Linked DNA regions of Pan troglodytes: region 2 is linked to region 1. The links are chromatin contacts, called in public capture Hi-C maps. All regions are on one chromosome and are shown on one strand. Each heading gives the region's core, a stretch centred on a gene start, on an enhancer-like site or on the middle of the called end of the contact. The rest is flanking DNA. Distances are from core to core; before and after follow the strand shown. Region 1 has its middle 52 kb from the start of IYD. Region 2 overlaps PLEKHG1 (pleckstrin homology and RhoGEF domain containing G1).

Evidence for each region. Capture Hi-C pulls out chosen DNA fragments and counts their contacts.
Region 2: a capture Hi-C map of stem cell-derived neural stem cells shows a contact between it and region 1, with 7 times the contacts expected there. The contact joins two enhancer-like sites. A contact is called at or near these places in 4 of 7 Hi-C or Micro-C datasets (blood, induced pluripotent stem cells and stem cell-derived neural progenitor cells) and 1 of 1 other capture datasets (stem cell-derived neural stem cells).

Annotation. Positions count from the first base shown.
Region 1 is chr5:162,367,501-162,375,044 of NHGRI_mPanTro3-v2.0_pri, reverse strand. No RefSeq gene overlaps it. Among named protein-coding and RNA genes, the nearest start is that of IYD, 52 kb to the right of the region's middle. Within about 2 kb of position 5,549, at least 5 of the 24 cell types and tissues checked have an H3K27ac peak or open chromatin away from gene starts, as enhancers often do. A contact at or near this core is called in stem cell-derived neural stem cells, where this site is marked.
Region 2 is chr5:162,763,250-162,770,195 of NHGRI_mPanTro3-v2.0_pri, reverse strand. It overlaps PLEKHG1 (pleckstrin homology and RhoGEF domain containing G1), which reads right to left. Exons shown (of 15, transcript XM_063812679.1): 10 at 665-698. Among named protein-coding and RNA genes, the nearest start is that of MTHFD1L, 50 kb to the left of the region's middle. Within about 2 kb of position 5,220, at least 5 of the 24 cell types and tissues checked have an H3K27ac peak or open chromatin away from gene starts, as enhancers often do. A contact at or near this core is called in stem cell-derived neural stem cells, where this site is marked.

The sequences.
Region 1 (7,544 bases), core at 4,300-6,799:
CCTTGGCTTCACACCTATACTCGTTGGCACCCAAAGTCCAGAGGGGGCCAAGGTGGAAGGGGCCTTGTGTGTCAGCACTGCCCTAAGCGTGTACACACCCAGCCAGGCTGTAACAGCCCTGGACTCAGCCCTGACTTTGCTCCATGATCAGAGCAGGCACTGACAACAGGGAGAAACCAGGCAGCAGGAGCAGGTATTTTGGAGCCTGCGAGAGCAGGGTTGGCCTTCATGGGCCTCCAAGAGCACAGAGATGTCTGGGTCTGCAGATTGATTTGGGTGGCTGCAGCTGCACCCTGAGGGGTGGGGCTCCTGCCTGCTCCATGGAGCAGGAGGCCTGGGTCTGCAGCTGCAACTTGGGTGACTGCAGCTGCGCCTGGGAAGGTGAGGTTCCTGCCTGCTCCTGGCCCCTCCAAGAGCACAGGGATGCCCAGGTCCACAGTCGTGGCTTGGGTGGCTGCAGCAGCACCCAGGGAGCTCCTGCCCCAACTTAGAAGGGGTGGGGCACCTGCTTGTCCCCAGTTCCCACTGACTCCACGGAGTGTGCATACCTGGCCGCACCTCCCTGCTGCAGCCAGCATGATGGCAGCAGCTGCTCCAGAAGGCCTGCCCCTGCCATCAATGGGACCCAATTCATACTTCTTTGTCAGCTCTTTCCATTAGATACTGATAATCTGCTTACATTTCTGACTGTCTACCAGCAACTAAGGCCCTTACGGGTAGGGCTGGTGATCCAGGCCTGGCCTGCTGCTCCCAGCAGCCACTGAGTGGAATTGGGCACTCTGGGATGGTGTCTGAGCCATCTTCTCTGATTCGCCTGGGGCCCTAGAGGACAACAGATCACTGAGCGTGAGAAAGGGGCATGTGGGCCACAGTGGGGGCCGGACCCAGTCACCTGATCTGGAGAGAAGGAGGCAGTCATTATGGAAAACATGTACCATGGTCTGAATGAGTGTGTCTCCCCAAAATTCGCATGTTGAAACCTAATCCCCAAGGTGATGGCGTTAGGAGAAGGGGCCTTTGGGAGGATTAGAGGCCCCAGAGAGCTACCCTGCCCCTTCTACCATGCGGGAACCGTGAGAAGTCACCATCCATGAATTAGAAAGTAGGTCTTCACCAGACACAGAAGTTTCTAGCACTTTGATCTTGGACTTCTCAGCTTCTAGAACTGTGAGAAATAAATTTCTGTTGTTTATAAGCCATCCAATCTATGGCATTACAGCATAGGAGCCTGAATGGATTAAGATGGTGCAAAACGATGCTTGAAACATGAAAACTCCGGGAAGGAGAGTAAGTCCTCCAAGGGGGGCATGTGAAGAGGAGGGCATTTCCCTGTTGTGGGAGTCTTCTAAGGCTTGGAGGTAGTTTCCTGCCTCAGAGTAACCAGCACTACCCCAAACCCATAGGCTCAGAATTTCCCACAGTTCCTGGGGATCTGCATTTTAAGTAGGTACACCAGGTGATTCTTCTACAAATCACAGCTTGAGAATGACCCTGCCCTGCTTGAGTTCAGACAATTTGGCGGTCTCTGAAGATTGCTTCAGGCTGCATCAAAGTTAGGGACATTGGGGTAATTGCCTGTCCAGCACTCATATAGCTCTAGCAGGAAGCACAGATATCCCAAGGACTCCCAGGGGTCCAAGAACACACTGGCCACCACGTGGGCATCCACAGAGCAGTAGAACACAGTGCATCCATGCAGGTGAGCTCAGCAACGGTGGGAAGGGCCGGAGCAGCGACAAGACACCAGTGGAGAACAAGACATGAGGAATGTGAGGAGTAGGGACAGCAGTGGGGTAGACACTAAGCCAGCAGATATAGGACAGGCCTAACTCATTAATCGAGCCACCTGGAAAGGTCAGACACATAGACTCTGCAGTCAGCCTCTCTGGTTTGAGTCCTAGCTCCACTTCTTACTAGCTGGGTGGGTGACCTTGGACAGGTTATTTCATCTCTCTTTGCCTTAGTGCCTCATCAGTAAAATAGCGACAATAACAGTTCCTACCCATGGATTGTTGTAGGATAAAATGGGTTAACACATGTGAATATATCAGAACAGTATCTGAGATGCAGTTGGCATCATGCTGTCATTGCTGTCATTGTTATTACCATCACGAATCCACAGCCAGTAGGACCTAAAAAGCATTTATGCTACCAAATTAGTGTTTGGCAAACAGTTGTTCAACTGCCCTGAACTATGTCAAGCTGCAACCTGGGTCTCTCCTTGCCCAGCATGTACCAGGCTCCAAAACTAACTCTACCCTCCTCTTGGGGTCTCGACTCTTCACAGAGAAAAATGATTGACTTCAGGTAGGCTTAGGAACCAATATGGATGAAACGCAGCTTCTAGAATTGTACTACCCTGACTCTGCCATTTAGAGTATAGTCAAACTATTTAAACTCCATAAGACTTCATTTTCTTATCTGTAAACATGGCAATAATCTCCAGCATACGGTTCTTGTGAAAATTTAAATAAATGATATTCTATTTAAGTTAATGATCTTTTCTTCTCAAAAACAAAAGCAATCTAGCTAGGGTTATTTATATGGTAATGAACTTAATCTGGTTGAAGTGCCAGTATTTTTATGAACATTTTAAAAAGCAGAAAGCGAATCTATTTAAATCATATATATTTCTAATTGGTGGGATAAGATCAGGGGGTCCCCTCTTTTGCCTTTTGTCTACTGTTAACCCACCATTCCAAAACCCACAACGGGAGAACAGATTGTCTGGATATACTGTATTTATTTTAGCTGTTCCTATGGAATAAATTACTTCTGAATTTAGTGGCTTAAAACAACGATAAACATTTATTATCTTACACCATTTCTATGGATCAGGAAATTGGGAGCAGCTTAACTGAGTGGTCCTGGTTCAGGGTGTCTCAAGAAGTTGTAGTCAAAAGTCATCTAGGGCTGCAGCCATCTGAAGGCCTAATTAGAGGTGGAAGATTTGATTCCAAAATGGTGCACTCACATGGCTGGCAAGTCGGTGCCGGCTGTTGGAAGAAGACTTCATTTCCTCATCATGTGGCCCTCTCTGCAGGGCTTCTTGAGTGTTCTTACAATGTGGCAACTGGCTTTCCCAAGAGCAAGTAATCCAAAAGAAAGCAAGGGAAGCTGCAATGACTTTAGTGACCCAGTCTCAAAAATCACACCTCTCATTTCACAGTATTCTATTGGCTGCACAAGTCAGCCTTATTCAAAGTGGGAGGAGATGACACAGGGTGGAATATCAGCAACAGAATCATTGGGGGCCATCTCATAGGCTGGCTACCACATTTACAAAGGACTTAAAGCCTGTTTTCTTAAGGACTAGATTAAATCAACTTTTAAAATATGCTGTTTTACTTTAAAATTCCCTTGGTCAACACTTCACCAAGATTCTTTAGTTTAAACAAATGCTGGAAATAGGAAGTTAATTCCCAAGGCCATATTTTGCTTATTCCTGACTGGGTATGGTATGAGTGGGCGGATTCTTCTGGGGGAGTACATCAAGGAGTGAGACATGGCATTTCTCACCCTGAAACAAATAGTTTAGTATCTTCTCAAACTTTGTATTGCTGGCACATGTGTGCTAAAAGAAAAACCTTAGATAAATTAAAGTTAACACGGTTTAGTTGAACAAAGAATGATTTGCAAATTGGGCAGCCTCCCAAGCCAGAGTAGGCTCAGAGACTCCAACGCAGCCATCTGGTGGAAAAGTTATGGTCAGAAAAAGGAAAGTGACACACAGAAAACAGAAGTGAGGTGCAGAAACAGCTGGATTGGTTACATCTTGGCATTTACCTTACTTGAACATGGCTTGAACAGTTGGCCCTCTTTGATTGGCCAAAACTCAATGATTGTCACAGAAATAGGTTACAGTCTGTTTATACCTCCATTTAATGTATAGTTCACCATATAGGGAGAAACTTTTAGGCTAAATTTAGAATATGTAAGGAGGCAGCTTTAGGCTAAACTTGATTTAACGTGTGTGTATGGTAGATACCAGAATACTTTGCAACAATATCCATGTTCTCTTCTTCTTGAGATAGGTCCTTGGGACTAGTTCTTATGAATGGGATGTAAGCAGAAATTATGTATGTCATCTTCAGACTGAGGCGGTTGAGTGGAATGTGATTTATCCATTCGCCCTCTCTTTTGTCACCTGTTGATAGGATGCAAAGCATTGGTAGAGGGAACCATGGTACTAGAAGATGACAGAGCAACCAGTTTGAAAGAGCCTGGATCCCTGAATGAAGGTATGGAGCGGGGCTCTCTCTCTGTTGAATGGTGATAAGAGTGAGAAATAAACCTTCATTGTACAAAGCCACTGAAATGGTTTTTTGTTACTGCAGCAAGTATTACTTGCTGCTACTAATGCCAAGTATAAATCATATTTAAATCTTTGCCATCCTGGGATTCAATTTAATTATACAAAACTAAATTCATGTCTACTTTAATATTCATGTTTTCTCATAGAAGATACCATTTTTTAAATAATAGGAGCGCCAAGCCCCAGAACATAGCTCTAAGGTGAAAATGTATAATGTCATAACTTATTACATGACATCTGGGTCAAGAGAATAGAGAAGACGGTGGGGTTTTAAAATAAAAAGTAAATAAGGGTTATAAAAAATGCAATACTATATAAAAATTGATCCAATGTATTCAAAAATTAAAGACTCTCTATCTCTTAATAAATACCAAAGTACCACAAGATTCTTTATATACACCAAGGACTAGGCAAGTAGAAAAAACAAACAAACAACTTTAACCTTATAATTCTAGAATGAAGGATCATCTCCAGAGTCCTCAGTAGGGCGCTTATAAACAGCTCCTAAAATCTTGTCAGCACAATCAAGGGCTGTTTCTCAATCTCTTTGTATAAAAAACTAGATTCTGTATTAGTCTGTTCTCAGGCTGCTAATAAAGACATACCCAAGGCTGCATAATTTATAAAGGAAAGAAGTTTAATTGACTCACAGTTCCACGTGGCTGGGGAGGCCTCACAATCATGGTAGAGGACGAAGAGGAACCAAGACACATGTTACATGGAGGCAGGCAAGAGAGCGTGTGGAGGGGAACTGCCCTTCATAAAACCATCAGATCTCATAAGACTTACTCACTATCACAAGAATAGCACGGAAAAGGCCCACCCTCCCAATTCAATTACCTCCTAGGGGGTCCCTCCCACTGCATGTGGGAATTATGGGAGCTACAATTCAAGGTGAGAATTGGGTGGGGACACAGCCAAACCATATCAGACTTTATTCATTTTGGTTCTTCCTTTGAGGAAACTGAGTCCCATAAGGAAATGGAGGAAAACATGGCCAGCAGTGCCAACTCTCACCCCATTCACTTCCCGCCCTCAAGGGTGTGCTGCCCTTTCCTTAGCACCACCCACTCCAGGGCCGTCACCATCGCAGTGGGGGCTCTCCGTGTTTCCTGAGATCTCAAACCCAAGCGTTTCTTGGGGCAGCAGCGGGGGGCCTCGCCATGGAACTCCCGGCTCCCACGAGGGCTTCTGTGCCTGCTGGCTCTTCCGGCTTTGAGCGTCCGCACGAGAAGCCCCCTGCTGGCCACATTCATGGCGTGGGGACCTCGGGCTAAATAAATTTCATTTCTCTCTTCTCCCTCCTAAGTGTCTTCCACTATTTTCCTTTGTTGGCTCTGGACTTGTTCTAAATGCAGCCCTACTAAACTTTCGGGGGGCCTGAGTGTTTCTGGCTTTAAGGGGTGCAGTGGGGCGGGGGGTGCAGAGGGGCTGGGGCTGCGCTGGGAGATGGCGTTGTGTTAAGTGATCGTGGACACAGTGGTATTTACAGCCTCACTAACGTGCCTTGTCTTGCTGCCTTAGCCTCTGACTGTGAATAAAACAGTTCTCCTATTTTTTTTTTTAAGACAAATGACAAATAAAGCTGGGTAAAGAAAGTAATCATTTACTTTGTGTCTTGGGACATGACATTTCTTTCCTAACATCTTTCGGAAAGCTGGAGTTCCCTAATGCCCTGCTAAAGAAAATGATTGACATCTTTCAGAGGGCGAGGAAATTTATGCGCTGGAAAACAATTTCCAGGACGTTGGAGATGAGTAATTTCCCTCTCTATCACTATGCGTACAAAAGAAAAGGGACCCAGGGCGCTGATGTAACTGTATGAAAAATAAATGTGTGGCAAAGGAATAGTAAAAATACTTGAACTGAAAACAAAGAGAAGTAATCATTTTTTATAGTTTGGCTGTAGTCACTGAACAATTGATTTAGATGACTAAGTCTAACACATCTGTATTTACACGATCTGGAAGACATAAATTACTAACATGTAGAAAAATTTTGGAGAGGGGAAGTAAACTACAGCTTAAGTATCTGATGAAGTTATCTAGCAAGACTCACTTTTTCATTTCTGCTGAAGTCTTGATTACATCTAGCATGACTGTGCCATCTAGTGGTTTCACAGTAACTGCCTCGAGTTGGAGGATACAGTTCGGAAAATTGCTTTGAATATCCCATGAACTCTTGGGTAGGTGCAAAAGTAATTGCTGGTTTTGCCATTAAAACAGCAATTTCTTTTGCACAAAAATGGCCCAATAAGAAAGAGATTGAAAGAGTATTTCCACGGCACCCACACGCAGCTAGTTCTGAATTACTTAAGCCAATCATGGCATGAAAGCTCATGAACTTCACACAAATGCCTCAATTCAAACCACTGATTTCGTCATCTAAAAGCATCTACTCGGTGTCAAAATGCGTATTGTGGCTGTATATCAAAGACACCATCAGGGTCTGTGGGCTTTGTCACTGTCCCCAGATGTTTATCTGCTGAGGAGAGGAGATGCAGGCTTCTCTTTCCTCTGTTTACAAGGTGCTAAGAGATACTGAGAATATCTGTAGCAACTAATAAGATCACAGAAGAACCCCCAAACTCAATAGCCATCCATCAACCAACCAAAGGCTGATGTTATTCACACAATAACGTTGACTTCCCCATATTTCTTGCTCTGAAATGTTGGGGATCTTTGATCATTTTAGCTTTAAAGTTGGAGCCCAGCCACACCAGCTTGTGATCTCTCTTCCTCTACCTGGAATCCCCTGCTCTCTCATCTGCGTTCTGGAGGCCACCAGTGCCCACCTAAGGTTGCTCCCAGCTCGCAAGTATCCCCAGTTCTATGCAGTTCCCTGCTGAGCCACTCACATTCTCAACTGCGGGGACCTCAATGGCAACCACAGTACGAGAGCCACAAGAAACTCAGGGAAGAAAAATTAGAAAACAGCCTCCAGATCTCCAGGGAAGGAATAGTCATAGTTTATGTTACAAGTTGTTTTGAATAACTGCACACTTCACGTAGATCTATAAAAATGTCAATGTACAGAGTGGTAAAACAGCTAGGCTAAGAGGGGAGCAAGGCGGGGCCGGAACCCTCTATAACCTTTGGAAATGTTAGAGAAATGGAAAAGTGCCATAATTTTTTAAACATAATTCTACTTATTCCAAATCATTGACACAATTTTGAGATATAATTTACATTACATAAAATTCACCATTGAAAAGAGTGCAGCCGAGTGG
Region 2 (6,946 bases), core at 3,971-6,470, 400 kb before region 1:
GTAAGGTCTTATGAAAGGGTTAAGTAAAGTAGAAGTGTTTTCAGTACAAGTTTCCAGCAGACCTGACTGCATTTAAAGCCACTGTTTTCTCTTTTTATTCTATTTAATCTGAAAAATAACAAAGATGTGATAACTGCTGTTGAATAAGGTCTTATTTAATAGGAAGGACCTGTAATATTTATTCTCTTCTACTTTTGTAAGCCTAGAAATATATGCACATATGTGAGGTGGTTGTGATTTTCGAAGTTTCTGCTGCATCAGGAAAACCAATACTACGAAGTGATTGTGATTCTTGCAGATAATCAACATTTTGTTAGGGATGAAGTGAGAAATGCATTGTGAAGCTCTGGTTTTTGGTGGTGGTAGAGGTTGGGGCGGGGGTAGGGGTAGAGTTGACCCTGGAGACATAACTGACATTGTTAGTTGATGCAGAAACCCAAACAGTGGCCAGCCATCAAGGGACTCAGATAAACCTGGGAGAAGCAATGTAGAAACAAGTCAACGTGCTTAGAAGGGATTATACTGTCTACCCAATTTGTGAAAACAGTGAATACAGAGATACTATTTTCTAACAATCGACATTTTCATGAACTTTAAGATAGAAAATGTGATAGATACAAACAGACAATGAAATTTCAAATTGTGTTAAGGAAATAAAACTTACGAATGGCATCCATTTCAAGGATTGCTTGCTTGGCCTGAAAGAGAGAAAGTAGAGCTGTAATTCCAATTGCTTTTTTTTTTCTTTAAACTCCAAATCTCAACACAGATCTTATCCCACCTGAATAAATAGATTTTTAAAAACGTTTAAAAACTCGCTATTTATGTTAAGCATTTACACACAGTGCAGGGAATTCAAGCAGATGAGCGCCCTCAAGTGGGTAATAGCTGCTACACCATCAAGGCACCAGAGCTAAGACTGCACCCCCAATCCTGTGAAAGAGGAGGGAGGGAGGCTGGTTCCGAAGCCTGGCTGATCATCAGCACTCATTGGCCAGCTTATTAAAAATGCAGATTCTCGGCTGGGCGCGGTAGCTCACGCCTGTAATCCCAGCACTTTGGGAGGCTGAGGCGGGCAGATCACAATCACAAGGTCAGGAGTTCAAGACCAGCCTGGCCAATATGGTGAAACCCCGTCTCTACTAAAAATACAAAGATTAGCCAGGCATGGTGGCGGGTGCCTGTAATCCCAGCTAATAGGGAGGCTGAGGCAGGAGAATCGCTTGAACCCAGGAAGCAGAGGTTGCAGTGAGCCGAGATTGAGCCAGCTCTGTAGCCTGGGCGACAGAGCAAGACTCCGTCTCAAAAAAAAAAAAAAAAAAATGCAGATTCTTGCCACCCAACCCTGATCTACTGACTCAAAAGCTCAAGGCACGGAGCCTGGTATCTTTATCACCAGCCCTCACGATGACACTATGGCCTTGTAACTATTTTGAGTTAATTGCAAAATGGCTGCTGGAAGTTTCCTCTCATTGTTGTCTTTCCTCCTGCAGAATGCTGTGATTATCATGAGCTAAGTCTCTCTGTTTCCCCAACTCCCTGCACCTCCCATCTCTTCTGTGTGCCCCAGAATCTCCCAGAGTGAGACGGCCCTGAAGGACAATGTCTGTGATCCCAGCTCAGGCACTTCACTAGGTGGGTGCTCTCCGAGCTCAACTGGACAGTGGGATCAGGGAGCCTCTCTTTCAGAATGGTCATTAGGATTCAATGATCAGCTCAACTGGTGAGTTCCACCCACTCTCCTAGGGCAGGGGTCCCCAACCCCCGAGCCACAGACTAGTACTAGTTCATAGCCTGTTAGGAACTGGGCCGCACAGCAGGAGGTGAGTGGTGGGCAAGCGAGAGAAGCTTCGTCTGGATTTACAGTGGCTCCTCATGGCTCGCATTACAGCCTGAGCTCTGCCTCCTATCAGATCAGTGGCAGCATTAGATACTCATAGGAGTGTGAACCCTACTGTGAATCATGCATGCGAGGGATCTAGGTTGCAGCACTCCTTGTGAGAATCTAATGCCTGATGATCTGAAGTGGAGCTGAGGCAGTGATGCTAGCACTGAGGAGCAGATTAATGTTAGCAGAGAGGTTTGACTGCACAGAGACCATAATAAATCAATTGCTTGCAGATTCATATCAAAACCCTGTCAGTGAGTGTCAAGGGGCAATTAAGCTGCATCTGGTGGCAGGCTTTATCGTGGCAAGTGAGTTGATGTACTTCAATTGTACAGCTGCATCCGGTGGCCTTAAAAGTATGTTTGAGGCCGGGCATGGTATCTCACACCTATGATCTCAGCACTTTGAGAGGCTGAGGCGGGCAGATCACGAGGTCAGGAGTTCAAGACCAGCCTGACCAACATGGTGAAACCGTCTCTACTAAAAATACAAAAATTAGCTGGGCGTGGTGGTGTGTGCCTGACACCCCAGCTACTCAGGAGGCTGAGGCAGGAGAATTGCTTGAACCTGGGAAGGCAGAGGTTGCAGCACCACTGCACTCCAGCCTAGGCGACAGAATGAGACTCCATCTCAAAAAAAAAAAAAAAAAGTATGTTTGAGACAACTTCAAATCTCCATACATTCTGGATTAAAGTCCAGGCGAATATCCTGAGATTGCCACAAAAGCACAAAAGCCTGCTTCCATTTCCAACATCCTATCTTTGTGAAGCAGGGTTTTCTGCAGTGACAGTGACCAAAATAAGATGAGAGAAGACTGGACATAAGCAACACACTTGGGGTGTCGCTGTCTCCCATCACCCCCAGATGGGACCGTCTAGTTGCTCAGGGCTAGAACAAGCTCAGGGCTCCCACTGATTCCACATTATGGTGAGCTGTAGAACGATTTCATTATATATTACCATATAGTAATAGAAATAAAGTGCACAATAAACGTAATGTGCTTTCATCATCCCAAAAGCCTCCCCCTGCCTCCATCCGTGGAGGTTTTGTCTTCCACAAAACCAATCCCTGGTGCCCAAAAGGTTGAAGACCACTGTCCTAGGGGATTGTAGCCTTTCTTGCCTCTTTAAAGTCATTTTCATTTTTTAAGGGTAGTATAATTTAACCTACAAAACACTATGCTAAAAATAACTTTTAAAATAATTTTACTCTATTTTGCTACCATCTGTGATATCCCAGTACAAATATTTCGGCTAAGTGGCGATCATGTTTAGTGAAAAAGTGTGGGGCTTGGGGGAGCCTCAACACAGTCACCTTAGAGAAAACAAATGCTTCAATTTTTGTAACACTGATAGCTATCTCTCTCGTACATTCAGAGTTTGAGATTATGAGTTGAAATTACTTGCAAACACAAATGTTAGCTCAGTCTCTGGGAAGTGCAATTACAGAAACATACTAATATATAAAATGCAAAATACCTTCACCTTTATTCTCAATTAATTTGGAGAAGAGTTAAATTTATTTATCACATATACTAATGGGCAATATGGCTATTTCCAAGAAGTTCCCTGGTATCTGTAAAGCTGACTTCAAGAATTTTTTTTTGTCTGGACATTTAATTTTTAAAGTACTGTTTCCAGGTTTTCCACTAGGTGTCAGCCAAGGACCATCACTGAATTAAAAGAACGGCAGGCAGCTGGGAGGCTGTAACTAATGAGTTTCCCACAGCTGTGTTGACATTATTAGACTGATGATACATTTCTTGATGTTTAAAATTTCCCACTATGCATTTATTTCACAGAAATAATAGAAATACATTTTGAAAACTTTAGGAAAATAAGAAATAATCTCGAGGAAAGATGTGGAAAGTTCACTTTAATAATAATCCTGCTTAAATAGAAAATTATGATTACATTATAGTGAATAAAGTATATTAGACAAGCGTGTTTGAGGCTGGGTGTGGTGGCTTGTGCCTGTAATCCTATCCTAGCACTTTGGGAGGCTGAGGCAGGTGGATCACTTGAGGCCGGGAGTTCGAGACCAGCCTGGCCAACATGGTGAAACCTCATCTCTACTAAAAATACAAAAATTAGCCAGGTGTGGTGGTGTGCGCCTGTAGTCCCAGCTACTCGGGTGGCTGAGGCACAAGAATACTTGAACACAGAAGGTGGAGGTGGCAGTGTGCTTTTTCTTGTATGGAGATTGCACCACTGCACTCCAGCCTGGGTGACAGAGTGAGACCCTGTCTCAAAACAAAACAAAACAAAACAAAAGTGTTTTTATTGCCAGTGGGAATAATGTGGTTAGGATGCTCTTTGGAGCCAGATAGACCTGGGTTTAAATCCAGGCTTGGTCATGTACTAGTTATATAAACTTGGGCAGTTTATTTAATGTCTCTCAGCCTCTGTTTTTATTTTTTCTAGAATGGGAAGAATAAGAACTACCTCATAACATATTTTGGTGAGGGTGAAATAAGAATATAAAGTACTCAGCACAGTGTGTATGCTCAATAAGTTGTAACTGAAAAGATGTTTTTAGATAGAAGGGATTGACAACTTGGGGAGAAGGTACGATGTTATATTGACTATATTAACCATTTGAATACTTAAAGGGAACTTCCTGAGGCACACACGCCTAGTGTGGGAGAAAGACAGGTATGTAAGGGGGTCTCATTTTGTAACTGCCTTTCAGAATCTTGTTAGCAATTTTGATTTTCCCAGCAGACAGGTAAACAATAGGTGGGGCCCATCAAAGATACTCTGCCATTGCTCAGAAGGGCATTCTAAGGTACCAGGCCAGCAACAAAATGACTAATCATAAAGAAAATGCAGTCCCCTTTCTGCATGAGCTCCCTTTCATCTCATAACACCCTGACGAAATGAAAACTCATGCTTAGGTCCAAGTCCACACCTATGCACATTCATTTCCTGAGGACCAAATCATTGCTGGCAGTCCTGAGAACAAGCTTCAAACGCTTGTCAAAATATACAGAGAACAAAACAGACTGTCCCCTTTCTCAGAAATCTCAGCCCTTATTTTCCACCCAGTTCAATTTTCATGACCATCATCCCATTGTCTGCTCCACCTCACTCCTCCCAGCCCCAACTTGGACTGTTTCACCACCCATGGGAATAATCCACCCACCACCCTAGTTCCTTGACGACTTTCTCTCTAATGACCTTTTCCTCCACTCCAGAGCAGCAGCACAGAATCAGAGCCACCTCCAGAACCTGATCACACTCAAAACCGTCCCACCTCTAAGGCAGGACTCCAAAAGTCCCTTCTTCAGTTACAGATTAGTGTATTTCCTTCTCTCTCACATTAAGTCCTGCTGAACCAGGCTTTATGACAATACTGCAGTCCCTCACCCCACGCCTCTGTTGCCAGCTGGTTTTCCTCTTCACTCAGCCTAATGTCATGCCCAATTACTGCAACTGCGTGCTCACTGGCACCCTCCCCACCCCCGCCCTGGGAACCTTCCCCTACCAGCTCTGCCGGTTCCCAACCTGGAGGAACCCACACACACCACGGTTTTCACCAGTAGTTTCCAAGCTGCTGAGCAGATTTTGAAATGACGTCATCACACTGATTCATGGGGGCCAGCTTCAGTTGGGTCTTTGATGTCTTTCACAGGCTATTCTAGTCATCTCTAGTGACTGGTCCATTTTGTTTTTTTTTTTTTTGAGACAGAGTCTCACTCTGTCGCCCAGGCCGTAGTGCAGTGGCGTGATCTCGGCTCAATGCAAGCTCCGCCTCCCGGGTTCACGCCATTCTCCTGCCTCAGCCTCCCGCGTAGCTGGGACTACAGGTGCCCACCATCACGCCCAGCTAATTTTTTGTATTTTTAGTAGAGATGGGGTTTCACCGTGTTAGCCAGGATGGTCTTGATCTCCTGACCTCGTGATCTGCCTGCCTCCGCCTCCCAAAGTGCTGGGATTACAGGTGTGAGCCACCGCGCCTGGCCTGGTCCATTTTCTTTAGCAAGTGTTCTTCTGATCCTTTCCACTTTCCCTCAGACACCCCTGCTCTCTGCTTCACTCACTCAGCAGATGACTTTATCATCTGCATGAGTGAAATCAAACCCTTTGTCTTCCCCCAAGTCCACCTCAAAGTTCCTCTGTCTTTCATCTTTTTCTCCCTTGGTTCAGAGAGATGCTTCCAGCCCTTTCCAAGATGAGCCCCTATTCCTGTGTGTCCCATCCTCTTCCTTCCCACCTCCCCAGGCCCCGTTCCAACAGGAAGTGAGCCACTGTCTCCTCTCCCACCTTCCTCCTCCTTCCCTGCCATCTGCTCATGGACTCGGCATTCGACCCAGACAAGAAGTCTTGCTTTGCTCTTGCTTTTCTCTCCAAACTATCATTTTTTCTTCCTTTTGTGAACTTTATATATAAAAAAGTCTATACCCATTTCTGTTCCTTCTTAATCCCCCTTTTTCTGCAACCCACTGTGATCTCTCCCTTTTCTCTTAGTTGCCAAATATAAAATCTGCTTTTCTGTTTAAATCTCCTTGACCTCGGCAGCCTTTGAGACTGTGTCTCCCCCGTCTCTGAGATGTTCTTTTTCCTTGTTAGTGCAGCGCCTCCTCCTCAGACATCCTCCCTGCCTCCTCTGCTACTCTTTCAATCTTTCTTTGGCTGTTCTCCAAATCCCCCCACCCGCTTGCTGATCACTTAGATGTTGGGATTCCCAAGGGTTCGTCTTTCCTTTGCACATTTTTGTGGGCCATCTTGTTAAACCTTAGGGATTCAATTACTGCCTCTAGCAAGAGTCTCCTGATCCTTAGCTTCCAAGACCTGAATTTCCACCTGTGGCTGACCCTGCCCAGCAGCACAGGTGCCAGTGAGAGCAGAGGGCTCCTCTCTCTCACTCCCATCTCACGGGTTCCTCTCCCTGTCTGTCTCAGAACTCACAGTACCATGCTCTCCTTCAACCCCTGACTCAGCCTTGACTTTTAGTGGGCAAAATCCTGCCTCCTGCCTCAGTGGCACTTTCTGCATTTGTTCCCTCTGTTGCTGTGGCTCCACGGCAGCACTGCTCAGCTCCTTTCTAGGCCATGGT